Regions from separate parts of the Mus musculus genome. Here regions 2, 3, 4 and 5 are each linked to region 1. Evidence: chromatin contacts called from public Hi-C, HiChIP or PLAC-seq and promoter capture Hi-C data. All regions are on one chromosome and are shown on one strand. The core of a region is the stretch at or near the end of the contact, and the rest is flanking DNA. Distances in the headings are between cores, read along the strand shown. Region 1 overlaps Sema4d (sema domain, immunoglobulin domain (Ig), transmembrane domain (TM) and short cytoplasmic domain, (semaphorin) 4D). Region 2 overlaps Syk (spleen tyrosine kinase). Region 3 holds the start of Syk (spleen tyrosine kinase). Region 4 has its middle 3.1 kb from the start of Gm2848. Region 5 holds the start of Diras2 (DIRAS family, GTP-binding RAS-like 2).

Region 1 (2,772 bases), core at 127-2,626:
AGGCCTCTGTCCCAGATGCTGATGGGTACATACAGATGCCTGGCCCTACTCCACAGTGGGTACTTGTTTCTGTTTAGCTTTAAAACGACTGCAATCTGGACTGTGGTGGCGCACACCTTTAATCCCAGCACTTGGGAGGCAGGGGCAGGCAGATTTCAGAGTTCGAGGCCAGCCTGGTCTACAGAGTGAGTTCCAGGACAGCCAGGGCTATACAGAGAAACCCTGTCTCAAAAAACAAACAAAAATTGATCGCAAGAGATAAGAGAGGGGCTGAGGTAGACCTTAGAGGAGGACTGCTGATCCGGTGTGAACCAGCCTCCACGTTCTGTCTCAGAACTAACTACCTAAAATCAACCAAGACTCGGGATGAGCACCCATTTAATTCTTATGACTATGTTGTCTGTGGGTTTCCCTTGGTTTCCTTGGGAAGATGAAGGGGGCACAGATCTGAAATTAGGACTGATGAACTGGCTTGGCCAGCAAAAGGAGCTTGCTGCCCATCTCAATGACCTGAATTGGATCCCCGGGTCCCACAAGGTAGGAGAGAACCTGCTCCTACAAGTTGCCCTTGGACTTCCACATGTGCTGTAATGTGAATGTGCCCACACATGGACATATGCAATAAATAAAGTCTTATTTACTTTTTTAAACATCTGAAAAGAATAATACGACTTGGTTAGACTGGTTTCGTTTTTGTGGCTGGTTCTCATGTAGTCCAGGCTGGTCTTGAATCCACTCTGCAGCCACAGATGATCTTGAATTCTGGATGGAGGGCTGGGATTACAGGCTCACACCACCGTGCCCAGTTTATGCGGTGCTGAGGATAGGTCCCAGGGCCTTTTGCATGCCAGGCAAGCTTTCTAACTGAGCCTAGTGATAAGTTTTCTAATGTATGGACTCTGCTCTCTGCGATGGGGCAGTATGCTTAGACATGGCTGTGGTGGCTGAGTGTGGCGACACACACCTGAAATCTCCAGCACTGGGAAGACTGAGGCAGGAGGATATCGAGTTTGAAGCTCGTACGGACTACTTAGCCTGACCAAAATTGCTTTTATTTGTCTGTCTGTTTGTTTGTTTATATTTTAATGTGAATTGGTGTTTTGCCTGTATATATGTCTATGTGAGGTTGTCAGATCTTGAGCTATAGACAGTGGTGAGCCACCCTGTGGGTACTAGGAATTGAACTCAGGTCTTCTGGAAAAACAGCCAGTAGTAGTAGCCAGTGCTCTAAACCTCTCCAAGCCACCTCTCTGGCCTGATTTTTTTTTTTTTTTAAAGGAGAAGGAAAGAAAAGAGAAGTGGTTATTTGTGGTGTCTGTGGTGAGGTGAGCAAGCAAGCGCACCAGCTGACCCAGGCTTCCCCTTTGCTGGCTGCCCAGCACCTCACTTCTGGTGCAGTGAACAAGCCCCGCAGGAACTGGATAGAGAGGTCATCTGCTTGGGGCCCTAAGGAGTTTGTATTTAGTGCCTGTCTGAAACCCAAGCGCCCCGTGAGGGTGGAGGACCCAGGGGCTTGACTCTTAGTCTCTCATTACTTTCAGAGATGTCTTCCTGAAGCTTCCATTCTAAAGGTGCCAGGAACAACCCCAGAGACTCACGGCACAGGTAAATCATTCCGTGTATGATTTCTATGTCCAGGTCGGTAAGCGATACCTTGTAGAAGCCTCCATTGGGTCTGGTGGACTGTCAGGTATCTTGTTCCTATATCTTCATTGGAGCCAAGACTGCTGTCCCTCAGGGCGGCACCAGGCTTTGATGCTAGACAGTGAGGTTCCTAGATGGTCTTCCCTTCCCTGTCTCCATGTCCTCCTCCAACTCCCATCCCTCCCAAGTGATGGCTGCTAATGGTATGATGGTTCTGTGTGCACCTCACGTGTGCTTGCTCTACTCTTTAGGGGTATAGCATAGCATGTGTCCATCATGTCCCTGTGTGTATGTGTGTGTGTGTGTGTACCTGTGTGTTCATGGCTCTACATCTGTGTGATAAGTTGTCTATATGCCTGTGTGTCCTACATCACCGTGCTTAACTGTGTGTGATTGTGTGTCCTGTGCCACTTGTGTCCCTGTGGGTGTGTATCTGTATGATGACCAGCACTTCCTCTCATGAACTTGGTGTGGACCATGCCAGCCGTACTACACCTTCCTGCAGTGAGGCATAGCACTTGAGAGATGGCTCTCTACACGGGATTTGGGATGCATTTTAGTTGGACAAAGCTAAGAGAAGGAACCAGAATAAGTATAAAACTCCTCTTCCCTCTGCTTCTTCTCACAGCCTGCCAAGGCTGTGGTAAAGGAGTAGGGCCCTATTGGGAATGTGCGAGCCAGTTATACACATTCAGTTTCCATGGCTATCTGGGTGTAATTTGGGCAGGGGCCTTGTATGTGTGAGTCCAGTCATGTGCATGCAATGGCTTACCTGTGGAGATTAGAGCATAACTTTCAGAGTTGGTTCTCTCTCTCCATCATGGGTACCAAGGATTGTGACCCAAGTCCTTAAGCTTGCAGAGTGGCCTGCGTCATCTCAGTAGCCAAGGCCTCATTATTCCTGAAGAAGTCTGCAGTTGGCGCTGAGGTTCTGAGTATCAGCTTGTTTCTTCTCCTTCTCCTTCTCCTTCTCCTTCTCCTTCTCCTTCTCCTTCTCCTTCTCCTTCTCCTTCTCCTTCTCCTCCTCCTCCTCCTCCTCCTCCTCTTCCTCCTCCTCCTCCTCTTCCTCCTCCTCCTTCTTCCCCTCTTCCTCTTTGACCATCTGTTTTTGAATTTTGTTGGTCTATC
Region 2 (2,772 bases), core at 177-2,676, 880 kb before region 1:
CCCAGTGGGTCTGCATTGTGCCCTCCAGGAGGGAGGGAGAGACAGAGAGAGACAGAGACAGACAGGGAGAGACAGAGAAGAGAGTCCAGAGAAAGAAAGAGTCTAGAGAGACAGAGAGAGAGGCAGACAGACAAAGAGAGAGAGATACAGAGACACACAGAAGTGAGTCCAGAGAGAGAGAGACAGAGAGACAGAGACATACCTGCCAGAGGGTGTCAAACTTCTTCCCCTCAGGAATGGAGAGCTTCCCGGTCTTGTCCCTGTCAATGCGGTAGTGCAATACTTTCCCTTCGTGCAGCAGGCACAGAGCATAGGAGCCGCTGTTGTCTCTGGCCCTGATCCTGCGAGAGAGAGCACACACCATATTACCCCTACTGCGACCTTTTGACCTAGGAAGCAGTACCGTCACTACAGTTGGTGGCCCTGGTGGGCAGCAGGTGCTCTCCAGCACCAGCAAATGGGCAGGTGGTGGGCACGCAGCACCCAGACCTCGAGATGACAGGAGGGCTCTGTACCAGAGCCAGCGAGTTAGCCAGAGGGAAACGCCAAGGGTTGGAGATGGACTATGGCAAAGATCCAGCAGGGCCATGGCGCTTTGGAGATCAGTGAAAGAGCTTGGGGGGGTGTGGCTCAGGGCCACAGGCACAGGCTTTGGGGTGTCTGTGAAGCCCCTAGACTCAGGTGAAGGACAGGTGAGGAGTCTAATGAGCTTGTTAACAGAACTTTCTGGAGCACACAAAGGAGGTTATGAACTCTTCTACTCCTATGGTCTTCTTCCCTTTCTCTTCAGTGCCAAGGCCGGGTTTAAGACATTGTTTGACATTAGCAGGTAGCATCCCCCACCTGAGACGGGAATGATAGCCACGTGGCATGAGCCAACAGAGACAGCCCAAGGCCTGAGGCGTCTGTAGGTGAATGAGACTTCATTGTTCCACTGGTACCAGGAGCTACATGTAGGACTTCAGGCCCCCATGGCGAGTGACAACATACAGGTGCACCCTTGAACCTCGAGACACAGGCACAAGGCAGTCCTGACATCATAGGAGGAATCAGTACTTAGGAAGGCCCCGGAGAAGGTGAGATCTGGCTGGCATGGCAATAGGAGGTGTGACTCTCCCAGTTCAGAGCCTCATTCCTCTGAGGCCATGCTATTCGCCGCCTTTCCAGCAACTCATGCGTTCTAATCATGAGATCTGGGGAAGGGCGAGTCCGTGGGACATCTGCGGTCTGGGAGTCCCTGAGGCCTCTGTGGCCTCTGCATTTGCTAAAGGAAGGAAGATGAATTTTCAGAGCATCCAGCATAAATGCACTGGACTTGGGAAGAGCTCAATCAAGTCCCAGCAGCCTGGAGAAGGGTGTCTGTAAACTGGGGTGGTTTGTACAGCTTTCTCCAAGCACACAACATCAAGGCCACAGCCACAGTCCAGGCTGAGCTGGGCCTTGGGACCGGAAGTGACCTCACTTCCCTTTCTCCTGCCATACCCATCTCCTCAAAGTAGGAGGAGGTTGCAACTTTACGAATGATTTCTTTTGAAATGGCGCTTGCCTGGCAGAGTGGCCAGGGCTCCCTCCAGGCCCCTGCTTGAAGCTCAGAGAAGCTGGTGAAGGGTGAAAGACCCTTCTCCGCCATCGTAGATTTGTGTTTTGAAATTTCACCACTGTGGAAACACCTCCTCCCTCCTACAGTCAGTCACGAGCACCCTGAGGTGCCAACTCCTTTGGGATGACTATGTGGCTGATAAAAGCCTGGTTGGTCATTGGGTAACGCCCAGTCACACAATAAAACACCATATATGAATAAAGGGTTGAGCCTGTTTTCTAGGGAAACCATTCACAATGTGTGCTGGCTTGCAGAAAGGACAATGTGTGAAAACACACACACACACACACACACACACACGTGTAAGGGGCTGGGATATGGTTCAGTGGGTGAGAACACTTGCGGTAAATCAGGCTGGACATCTTCACATGTGCCTGTAAGCCCAGCGACGGAGGTTGGAGAGAGACAAATGCTATGAGCTCCCAGGCTGACCAGCCCAGCTGAGGCAGTGAGCCTCTGCTCAGAGAGAGACCCTGTTTCAGAAGAATAAGTGGGAAGTGATAGAGGAAGATTCTGGAAATCTTCCTTGGGCATCTGCATTTGCATGCATGGGCATGCACATCAACACACATAAGTAGGCATAGAATACAGAGAGAGAGAGAGAGAGAGAGAGAGAGAGAGAGAGAGAGAGAGAGAGAGAGAGAGAGAAAGAAAGGAGGGGGAAGAAGGGGAAGTGGGAAGGTAAGGGGAGAGAGAGAGGAGGAGGAGAGGGAGGGTAAGGGGGAGGGTAAGAGGAGCGGTAAGGAGAGGGAAGTTCGGTAAGTAGTAGGAGGAAATGTGTATGTGTATGTACGTGCATGCTCGGCAGACAGACCTTGAACTTGCCCCTCATAGATGTGAGAGAGGAGGGTGTGACTTTTGCTGGAAGGGCTTAACCCTCTTCTCTACCTTTGTGTGCCCTCCAGGGTAAAAGAATGTGTGGGTGGTGGTGAGACCAGGCAGTGAGTGGAGGGCCTGGGAGATAATGAGATACTGAAGGCTTCGGTGTGTAAAACTCTAGGGATGCGGTCTGCATCTGATACAGAGAGAGCAGGACAGCAGGTTCACTCCAGCCTGAGTACCACTCAGTCTCTGTGGCTATCGTCCAGGGGCATCTGTGATGGGGTCAGAGTTGAAAGGGGAGGGAAAATGTCTGAATGGGCAGGAGGAGAGAGGATGGAAGATGGGCGGGG
Region 3 (2,772 bases), core at 121-2,620, 860 kb before region 1:
ATGTATATGTATATGTATATGTATATGTATATGTATATGTATATATCACACACACACATACACATACACCACACATAAAGGTATATACACATATATAAGTACAACATACACCACAATACATACACATAAAGGTATATACACATACATATGTATACCACACACACATATACATAAAGATATATATATATATATATATATATATACCACACACACACACCATACACACATACACATAAAGGTATATACATATATGCATACAACACACACACACCACACACATACGCATCAAGATATATATATATACACATATATACACACCATACATACATACATACATACATACATACATACATACAGGTGTATATACACACAACACACACATACACCATACATATATACATATACATCTCTCTCTCCACCACACAGACACCATATGTACAGCTATGTACATATACACAAATACACTCACACATAAAATACCAACAACCGACCAAGTTGCAGACATTTCCTGATAAGACTGTCTCCTGATTTTTCCTGCCATCATCTTGGGACAAAGTACTCAGGATAGGTGGAGAGCCAAGTGACAGTATTCTTCTGGTTCCCACCCCAAGTCCCATCCCAGGGAATCCCAGCTGGGTGGCTGGGGTTGAGGCCACAGTGAACGCTGTGCCCAACAAACTCCATTTCAGTAGGCCGTGGGGGCCTGGCTGAAGCTGCTGCTGTCTAGGCTCTATTTTTACTTCCCCATCTGCCCACCTCACAAGGACAATATGTACAGGGTCCTCAAGGCCTCTAGAGAAACCAAATGACCCACATTCGACACAAAGGACCTGTCACACCTGCTCAAGGAAATCTTGGTTTCTCTGAAATTCCTGACTATGAAATATTCCAGGAAATTACAGTGGAGTTACTCCCGAGACTTCACAGCTGTATCTAAAGACACGAATTAACCCCAGTGCTTAAAGAAAGTACCGGCTATGTGCTCAGGGAAGAAAGATGTCTCTGCCATGTGAGAACTGCAGTAATTATCAACTCCATAGCTCAAGATGAACGAATGTCAGCCAGGGCATGATGTAGCCCAGGGGACGGTATCGGCCAGGAAAGCACATACTCGGATACTGGCGTGCTCTCTAATGCCCACCCATGGTGCAGAGAGCCATGAGGTCGCCATTATTGATTGCTACAGATCTGACTTACCTTCCTGTCCTGGAGTCACAGAAGGCCTGGGCTCCCGGGCACCAGGCAGCATGGAACGTTGAAAGGACCAGACTGGCAGTCTTGAAAATGGGAATGGCTGCAATGGAGAGAAGGCAGAGGAGAGCAAGTGGAGGTTTCCTGCTGTTAAGTGGTGTCTGTAACTAGGGAAGTGGCTTTTCCTCAAAGTGTCAGCAAGCAAGACAAGCCAGAAAGCAGAAGTAAGAGGGTGTGTGTGTGTTGGGGGGGGGTGGTGCTTGATAATTTCATAGTCAAAATGAAGTTACAGTCAGAAGGCAGGGATCCCAAACAAACACCTGCCAGTGGAGGAGGATCTTGGCGATTCTTGACCAGGATTGTCACGCTGATTCTTAGACCTAAGCTACACAACCTGGCTAAAACTGTGTGCCAAGCTTAGGGTATGTCAATTTTTCTTCTCATTATATTACTGTATATCATGTTTGACGATTTACTAATTCTGTTGATCATTTTAAAGGCTCCAAGTAGGTTTTCTTCATTTTTGTTTAGTTTCCTATTTTTGGCTTCAGAGTTTACCATGTTACCTCCTTTGACCATCGTGGCCTAGGCTTAATGTACTGTAATTCTTGATAATTCTTATAAAACTTAATTTCCTATAGTGAGAGCACATCCTTGCCTAAAACTATAGGTGACTGAGTTGACACAGCTCTCTTTATCTTCTACATCATCGGGGTTTGGGTATGCCGCTCCAGGGTTCATGTGCTGGGAGCTTGGCTAAGGTGTGGCACATTCGAGTGTCATAACCTTTGAGAGGTGGGTTCTGAGGTACAAGGGAGCGAGTTCACTGAGGCACCAGCCTTGGAAAAGACTAATGGCTATCTCAGAGGACTAAGTTAAGTCTCAGTGAACTGAGTTAGTTACTTTGACAGTGAATTGTTATCAAGCAAGGTCATCCCACCAATTTGGTCCCATCCACAACCATGATTCATCACAGCCTTCCACCATGTGGTGCCATCTGCCAGGATGTCATGCCATGTAAGGGGCTCACCTGACGTGGCAGCCTGAACTTGGGCTTTTAAGCCCTAAACTGCGAGCCAAACTAAACTCCCTTTCTTTATAAAGCACTCAGTCTCAAGGATTTTGTTATAGCAGTGGGCCTAGTGTTCGGGATTTCTTTCTAAGCACTACTTTTAGCATCATTTGAAAAATGTTGGTATAGCATATTTTATTTTTTAAAAAATATCATTATTTTATGTATATGAGCATTTTGCCTACATATGTGTATGTGTATCATGCATGTGCTTAGTACCTATGGTTGTCAGAAGAGGACAGCCGATACCTTGAGAATGGAGTTACAGACAGTGTGAGCTGTCAGTGGGGTGCTGGGAATTGAACACGGGTCCTCTGCAAGAACAACAAGTGCACCCGGTTGTTGAGCTAATCCTCCAGGGCCTTGAATTCTCATCTGTATGCTAGGTAAAATATTTTAAGAGTTCTTTTGAGACTTTTATCAACTCACAGGTTATATAAAAGCCCATTATTCGCTTTCCAGATACTTTTTTTTGTTATGGATATATGGTTTGATTTTGTTGTGTTCTA
Region 4 (2,772 bases), core at 196-2,695, 840 kb before region 1:
TGGAGTTAAAGGGCTCTGTTAACTTCGGGGCCTTTCCCCCAATGTTTCTGAGAGGAGTCAGCAAGGAATAAATAGGCAGTTGGGGAAGAGGCTGGAGGGAAAGAGATAACATTCCTACATAGCAGCTTGACTAGGAAGAGAGCTGACAACACCGCAGCCTCCCTCTGCAGCTTGGGTGCCTCCTTACTCACTGTGGTTATCTTCCTGGGCCAAGGACTGTCCAAAGGAAGGGATGACTGAATGGGAGAGAAGCAGGGGGAAGCGGGAAAGAAAGAGGGGTCACAAGAGACTGAAGTAGAGAGCCCTGTAAAAGATCAGCCCAGACCACAGGTCACTGCTCTGCCAGTTCTGGGGATCATACTTGCTGGAAGGGTGCTCCCGGCTTCAGCAAATGCCTGCTTGTCACCCCTTCTGGGTCCTTACTTCCTTTGTCTCTGTGTGCTCAATTTTTTTCCTTTGTCCAAAAAAAGAACACCCTCTCCTGGGCAGCCAGCCCTCTCCCTCTCCCTCTTACTGTATTCCCATTTCTAATTCCTTTATTTGTTCCGACCAGTGGCCCACCTATGAAACCGGACAGTCGTCTCAAGTTTCAGGGTGGTCTGTGTCACCATCTGCGGGGAATGGCACGACCACACAGGCTCGCGCTCTGCTTCCTGCCTCCTGCCTCTTGCCCAGGACTGGTTGAATTCCTTGTTCTGACTTGGAAGCATTACGTGTTGCTTTGAAGAAATCCGGGAATAACCGGTCTCCTTCTCTGTCTAACTTCTTACAAGTTGCTATTTTGTTCTCTTTTCTGTCCATGTAACCAAATGCCTAAGGCTGGAAAGACTGTGGAAGGCTTATTTAGTTGTTGGTTTTGAGACAACCTGACCTCAAATTCCTTGTCTCCCTGCCTCAGTCCTCCTGCTGAGACTGTTGGGGTGCACTACTACGCCCCACGAAAACTGTATCTTTTCATATTTTTGGAGACTGAAAGTCCCACTGGTCCAGCCTCGGACAAAGACCCTGTGGCAGTGTATTCCCAAAAGAGGCAGAGAGACAGGATCCCAGAGAGATGTGTGAAGCCAGGTTTGTCCTTTCTACAATACTTTGCTCAAAAGAACTAACACAGTCCTAGGAGATCTGCATTAATCCCTTCTGATGGTGGCTTCCTAATGACCTGCCTACTCCCCACTAAGATCCACACCTACAAAGCTGCATCAAGTCAACGCTACACTGAGTGAGGACTGAGCTCCCAGCACACGAGCCTCAGGACAAGTGACACCGGAGCCTCAGCACATGTGACAGCTGACACAGCTTTCTCTACACACATCCGAACAGCTACTGTTTTGCTCTCCTGTAGTTAGAAACGATAAGGGCAGGGATAAGCTGCAGACTCTTAGCTGTTCTCTCAGGGGTTGAGTGAGATGAACAGGCTGGGATTTCCAGACAAGGGTCGGGGGAGCATCTGTCCTGATCATGACCCTCTCACACTTCTGCTTTCCATGGGAGCTGCTGACGCCTAGCTACACCTCATGCAATGCTTCTCTTTGTATTGCTTTCTCTGTTCTCCCTATGATTAAAATGGGAGGGTGTTTCTCATGATGCTTTGGGACAATCTTACTGCCCTTATCCCAGAATTTAGTGTCATGTGTTTTTAGTATAGGATCTACCCTGCACCTCCTACTCTCTTTCTCTCTCTCCATGTGTGCATGCGTGTACGTGTGTATGTGCACACATGTATGTACACACATGTGTGCAGGTGCATGCATGCCATGGTGTGAGTGTGGAAATCATGGGTAACTTTGGGGACTTGGCTCTCACCTTCATCTTTGTTTTTAGGCAGAGTCTTTCATGTATCTGCTACTGGGTGGTGCAGTCCACGCTAGCTGGCAGGTGAGCTTTGGGGGAGCTCTCTGCACAGCTTTGCAGGCTGCTGGACAGTCTGACGTCTCCTCTGCAGTTCCAATGCTTGCTCGGAATTTCCTCCTTCAGCAACTATTCCTTCCTTTTTTGTGCTATCTAGGGAGGAGCGTGAGACTCTTCCAGGTTTCGGTTCTCCCCACATGTGACCTTTCATCTACTCCCTGGGGATTATGAGCCCCTCCTCCCCTTCTCCCTTGCCCTAGCACACCATTGCTCTTATTTCTCCTTCACCTTTGCCTCTGCATCACCTTTCTCTATCTGGGCATCGCCCCCATTGTATACCAGAGAAAAATCAGGAACAGGGATATGACTCACAAACAAATGGCTTGCTAGAAAAAGAAAATCTTTGCCGGGGCCTTGGAGAGGCAGCTTGGAGGTTAAGAGCACTGGCTACTCTCCAGAGGACCTGGATTCAGTTCCCAGAACCCACCTGGAGCTCACAACTTTCAGTCACTCCAGTTTCAAGGGTTCGGATGCCCTCTTCTGCTCTCTATAGGCACTGCATACACGTGATGCACAGACATACAGGCTAAGCACCTATACACATAAAATGAGGGGAAAAATGGTTTTGAGCAGGGAGGGCATTTGTACAGGGAGAGAAACAAGATGATATTGAGTGATTGTGATCGTTCTTATAGTTTTATAGGAAGCTGTGTTACGTTTTTGCAATGCACACTAAAAGATTATGTTCCTATGAACTCCTGCTTAGATATTGCTTTAAAATATTGACTGTGTGCATGCACTTGTGTGTGTGTATATGAATTTATGCAGAGGCCAACACTGGGTGCCTTCCTTGATGGTTCTTCACCCTATTTTTGGTTCTGTTACTGTGAGCTCAGGTCCTTACGATTTGATTGCGAGCATTTT
Region 5 (2,772 bases), core at 87-2,586, 800 kb before region 1:
GGACTTCCTGCTCACAGGCATATTCAAAGTAGGGCTACATTTGTGAAGGCCACTCTCAAATGGCCTTGTTAAAAATGGTCTACTCCCTTCTTATTTTAGTAGCCATAGCACTAAGGCCAGAGTCAAGCTGAACTAAGGAACAAAGATGTTATCTTAACTGTAAATAGTGAAAGCATATCTTAGGTAAGATTTCAAAACAAACAAACAAACAAACAAACATGTTTCCTGTGAATAGCAGGGCAGAGATTTGCTTTGCAAACCAACTTCAAAGGATTATATCCTCTGAAATTACAGGACTCCAGAACTTACCCAAACAGAAAAGTGACTATATTATAGCTTACAGAATCTGTAAGCTAAGCCTAATTTAGAAGATACAGGCCCCATTTTGTAATTCTTTTACCACATCACCAAAGGACAAAGATAAGGATAAAAAAAGAAAAAAAGAGTTTCCTCCAGCCATAGAGTGCAAGTATGATATAGGTAGATGTTCCTGTCCAGCGCTTACAAAATGTCAGTACAGCATATTCTCTCTCTCTCTCTCTCTCTCTCTCTCTCTCTCTCTCTCTCTCTCTCTCTCTCTCTCTCTCTCTCTCTCTCTCTGTTAATTCTTTGAAATGGTCATGAAAAGCTGCTGAGCAGCGTGGTCCCCCAAGCTTACCCAAAGAGGTGATGTCAGAGCCCTGTCCTGTTAAAACGCTTGAATTCTTGTAGTATGGTTGCCTTTCAGGCAGGGAATTTCTTGGCACCTCTAAGTGACAGGCTGTCTTGTGATTTAGCACATGTGACTACTATTGTCGACTTGACAGAATCTAGAGTCACCTGGAGACGGGCCTCAGGCTTGTGGGAGGAGAGATTATCTTGATTACTTAAGTGTTGTGCAAAGGCCGGTCTTGACTGTGGGCTAGACCATTCCTGGGTACAGGATCCTGGACTATACAAATTGATCTCGGTAGCAGCGTGCTTCCACAGTCGTCTAAGTTCTGATTACCGATGCGATGTGATCAGCCATTTCAAGATTTTTTTTTTCCTGCTTTGCTTTTTTACTCTGAACTATGAGCCAGAGCAAACCCAGTTTTCCTTAGCTTGTTTTTGTCACAGCTACAGGAACAGAAACCTTGCCCAGTGACCAAGTCTTATTGCGTGGTAAGCAGTGATTAAGTACACTAGGGTAGGAGCATAGTTTTAAACACAGGAATCCACTGTCCTTTCAACGGAATGATTTTTGATTCATTTAATTTTCAGAAAATTCTAGTCTCTTGTCATCTATTCCAGAAGCTTTCGGTAGAGGGCAGCTGAAGGCTCCCGGTGAAAAGCAGGCCACCGCAACGAGCAACCACTGTGCTTGCAGGAGCTTGAGGAGGGTGGAGCCGGAGGCCGGGAGGCTAGAGCCAGAGAGCACCGCGTGGGAGGACTGCACAGGGCCAGGCGCGCGTGCGGGCGGTGCAGGGAGCGGTGCTGGAGGTTGTAAGGCTGTGCAGAGAGCTCGGGCGGGTGCATAAGGCAGAGAGGGGCAGACAGAGAGGGGCAGCACAGGGGGCAGGACGTTGCATTGGGCGTTGCACTGGAGGTGCAGGGCTCTGGACATTGCACTGGGGGTGCGGTGCACAGGGCGGTGCGGGGCGCAGGGCAGCTGACAGCGTCATCAGGCGGGAGCAGCGCGCACTCCGCCTCAGCAGCCACCGCATCGCGCTGCGCGCAGCGGGTCCCGGAGCTGCGCCTGGAGACCTGCGGCTCTGAGCCGGCTCTCCCCAGGTAAGCAAGCCACCACGGCTCTCGGCTGGAGCTGGATACAGCTCGCGGGTGCCCGGCGCTTTTGGCCAGTCCTGGGAGCCAGAGGAGCAGGATTACTCTCTGGGGCTGAAGATCAGTATGTATCCCAGGACTTGGAGAGGGGGACCAGCCAGCCTCATCCTGCATCCTTCCAGGAGGGGAGGGCGAGGACGAAGCCATAGCTCAGTTGGGAGAACGTTAGACTGAACACCTAACATTGCTTTGAAGGGGCAAAACCTCAGGGTCTTACCCAAGATTAGGGATCCCGTCCTAACAGGAGTTGCGGTTGGGGAAATTCTTTGACTGCAGGTATTCTAATGAATGCGGAAGATTCCATCGATTTAGGAAAAGTCTCCTAAAGAGGTACAGCTAGAGAAAGAAACATTCAGAGCCAAGAAGAAATGGCTAGGGGATTCCTGATGTTTGGATCCCAACCTCTAGACTTAACGCTCTGGAAAGGGACCCGCCCCAATGTCTCATTTCCTATTTTAAAGACCAGGCTTGGGATATCCACGGGACTCCCCTTCTTCTCCCGGTGGGAGCTCAGGCAAGTCTCAGCATCTAGTCCAGGCAGAAGAACGTGGGTCTCCATCAGAGGACAATGACAGCTGGCTGCCCAAGGGTTGGACTTCCCCACCCTGCTTTGCGATTCCATGTCCCAGTTCATATTCTTTGGGGTTGGGGGATCTTTGGAACTGGACACCACACATCTCGGTTGTTCCATGCCTTCAAAGGTGGAACACAGTATAACTTGGGTGGAGGAATCCGTGCCCAGCCAGCCTTGTTTAGGAATTCATTTCACATTTTGGTTCTTGTTAGCTTTTAATCGGGCCCCCGTGCATACTAGTTTATACTAGCAGAAGTTTTGTGATTTGCTTAAAAGAAAAAAAAACCCATAAAATATTATTTTAAATGACTATTTTCTAAGTAACAGCAAAAAAGCTGAAGTATTTTAGATCTCAGATCAGTCTAGATGTGTTCTTTCCCACTGGCATTTGGGTT

Evidence for each region. Promoter capture Hi-C pulls out the DNA fragments that hold promoters and counts their contacts. Hi-C and Micro-C count contacts between places; a contact is called where the count stands out from the background. HiChIP or PLAC-seq counts read pairs in DNA pulled down with a chosen protein or histone mark.
Region 2: a contact with region 1 is called in an H3K4me3 HiChIP or PLAC-seq map of bone marrow-derived macrophages, with 4 times the contacts expected there. The contact joins two enhancer-like sites. A contact is called at or near these places in 3 of 115 datasets of contacts at active chromatin or transcription factors (bone marrow-derived macrophages and large pre-B cells) and 2 of 9 other capture datasets (bone marrow-derived macrophages and embryonic stem cells).
Region 3: a contact with region 1 is called in a Hi-C map of bone marrow-derived macrophages, with 12 read pairs. The contact joins the promoter of Syk here to the enhancer-like site in region 1. A contact is called at or near these places in 13 of 39 promoter capture datasets (the 3T3-L1 cell line, 3T3-L1-derived adipocytes, the C10 cell line and 7 more), 2 of 484 Hi-C or Micro-C datasets (B cells and bone marrow-derived macrophages), 8 of 115 datasets of contacts at active chromatin or transcription factors (bone marrow-derived dendritic cells, bone marrow-derived macrophages, embryonic stem cells and 4 more) and 5 of 9 other capture datasets (adipose tissue, bone marrow-derived macrophages, embryonic stem cells and 2 more).
Region 4: a contact with region 1 is called in an H3K27ac HiChIP or PLAC-seq map of bone marrow-derived dendritic cells, with 5 times the contacts expected there. The contact joins two enhancer-like sites. A contact is called at or near these places in 13 of 39 promoter capture datasets (the 3T3-L1 cell line, 3T3-L1-derived adipocytes, the C10 cell line and 7 more), 2 of 484 Hi-C or Micro-C datasets (B cells and bone marrow-derived macrophages), 9 of 115 datasets of contacts at active chromatin or transcription factors (astrocytes, bone marrow-derived dendritic cells, bone marrow-derived macrophages and 4 more) and 4 of 9 other capture datasets (adipose tissue, bone marrow-derived macrophages, embryonic stem cells and 1 more).
Region 5: a contact with region 1 is called in a promoter capture Hi-C map of pre-B cells, with 3 times the contacts expected there. The contact joins the promoter of Diras2 here to the enhancer-like site in region 1. A contact is called at or near these places in 4 of 39 promoter capture datasets (embryonic stem cells, liver and pre-B cells), 1 of 15 datasets of contacts at CTCF or cohesin (large pre-B cells), 1 of 115 datasets of contacts at active chromatin or transcription factors (pro-B cells) and 1 of 9 other capture datasets (liver).

The regions. Positions count from the first base shown.
Region 1 is chr13:51,733,340-51,736,111 of GRCm38.p6, reverse strand. All of the region lies in intron 2 of Sema4d (sema domain, immunoglobulin domain (Ig), transmembrane domain (TM) and short cytoplasmic domain, (semaphorin) 4D), which reads left to right. Among named protein-coding and RNA genes, the nearest start is that of Sema4d, 59 kb to the left of the region's middle. Within about 2 kb of position 1,376, at least 79 of the 459 cell types and tissues checked have an H3K27ac peak or open chromatin away from gene starts, as enhancers often do. A contact at or near this core is called in B cells, the HPC-7 cell line, adipose tissue and 7 more, where this site is marked.
Region 2 is chr13:52,618,370-52,621,141 of GRCm38.p6, reverse strand. Syk (spleen tyrosine kinase) reads right to left here. Exons shown (of 14, transcript NM_011518.2): 4 at 203-341. Among named protein-coding and RNA genes, the nearest start is that of Syk, 23 kb to the right of the region's middle. Within about 2 kb of position 1,426, at least 28 of the 459 cell types and tissues checked have an H3K27ac peak or open chromatin away from gene starts, as enhancers often do. A contact at or near this core is called in bone marrow-derived macrophages, where this site is marked.
Region 3 is chr13:52,595,480-52,598,251 of GRCm38.p6, reverse strand. It overlaps Syk (spleen tyrosine kinase), which reads right to left and starts at 1,370. Exons shown (of 14, transcript NM_011518.2): 1 at 1,198-1,370.
Region 4 is chr13:52,574,909-52,577,680 of GRCm38.p6, reverse strand. No RefSeq gene overlaps it. Among named protein-coding and RNA genes, the nearest start is that of Gm2848, 3.1 kb to the right of the region's middle. Within about 2 kb of position 1,445, at least 34 of the 459 cell types and tissues checked have an H3K27ac peak or open chromatin away from gene starts, as enhancers often do. A contact at or near this core is called in the HPC-7 cell line, adipose tissue and bone marrow-derived dendritic cells, where this site is marked.
Region 5 is chr13:52,529,400-52,532,171 of GRCm38.p6, reverse strand. Diras2 (DIRAS family, GTP-binding RAS-like 2) reads left to right here and starts at 1,336. Exons shown (of 2, transcript NM_001024474.2): 1 at 1,336-1,752.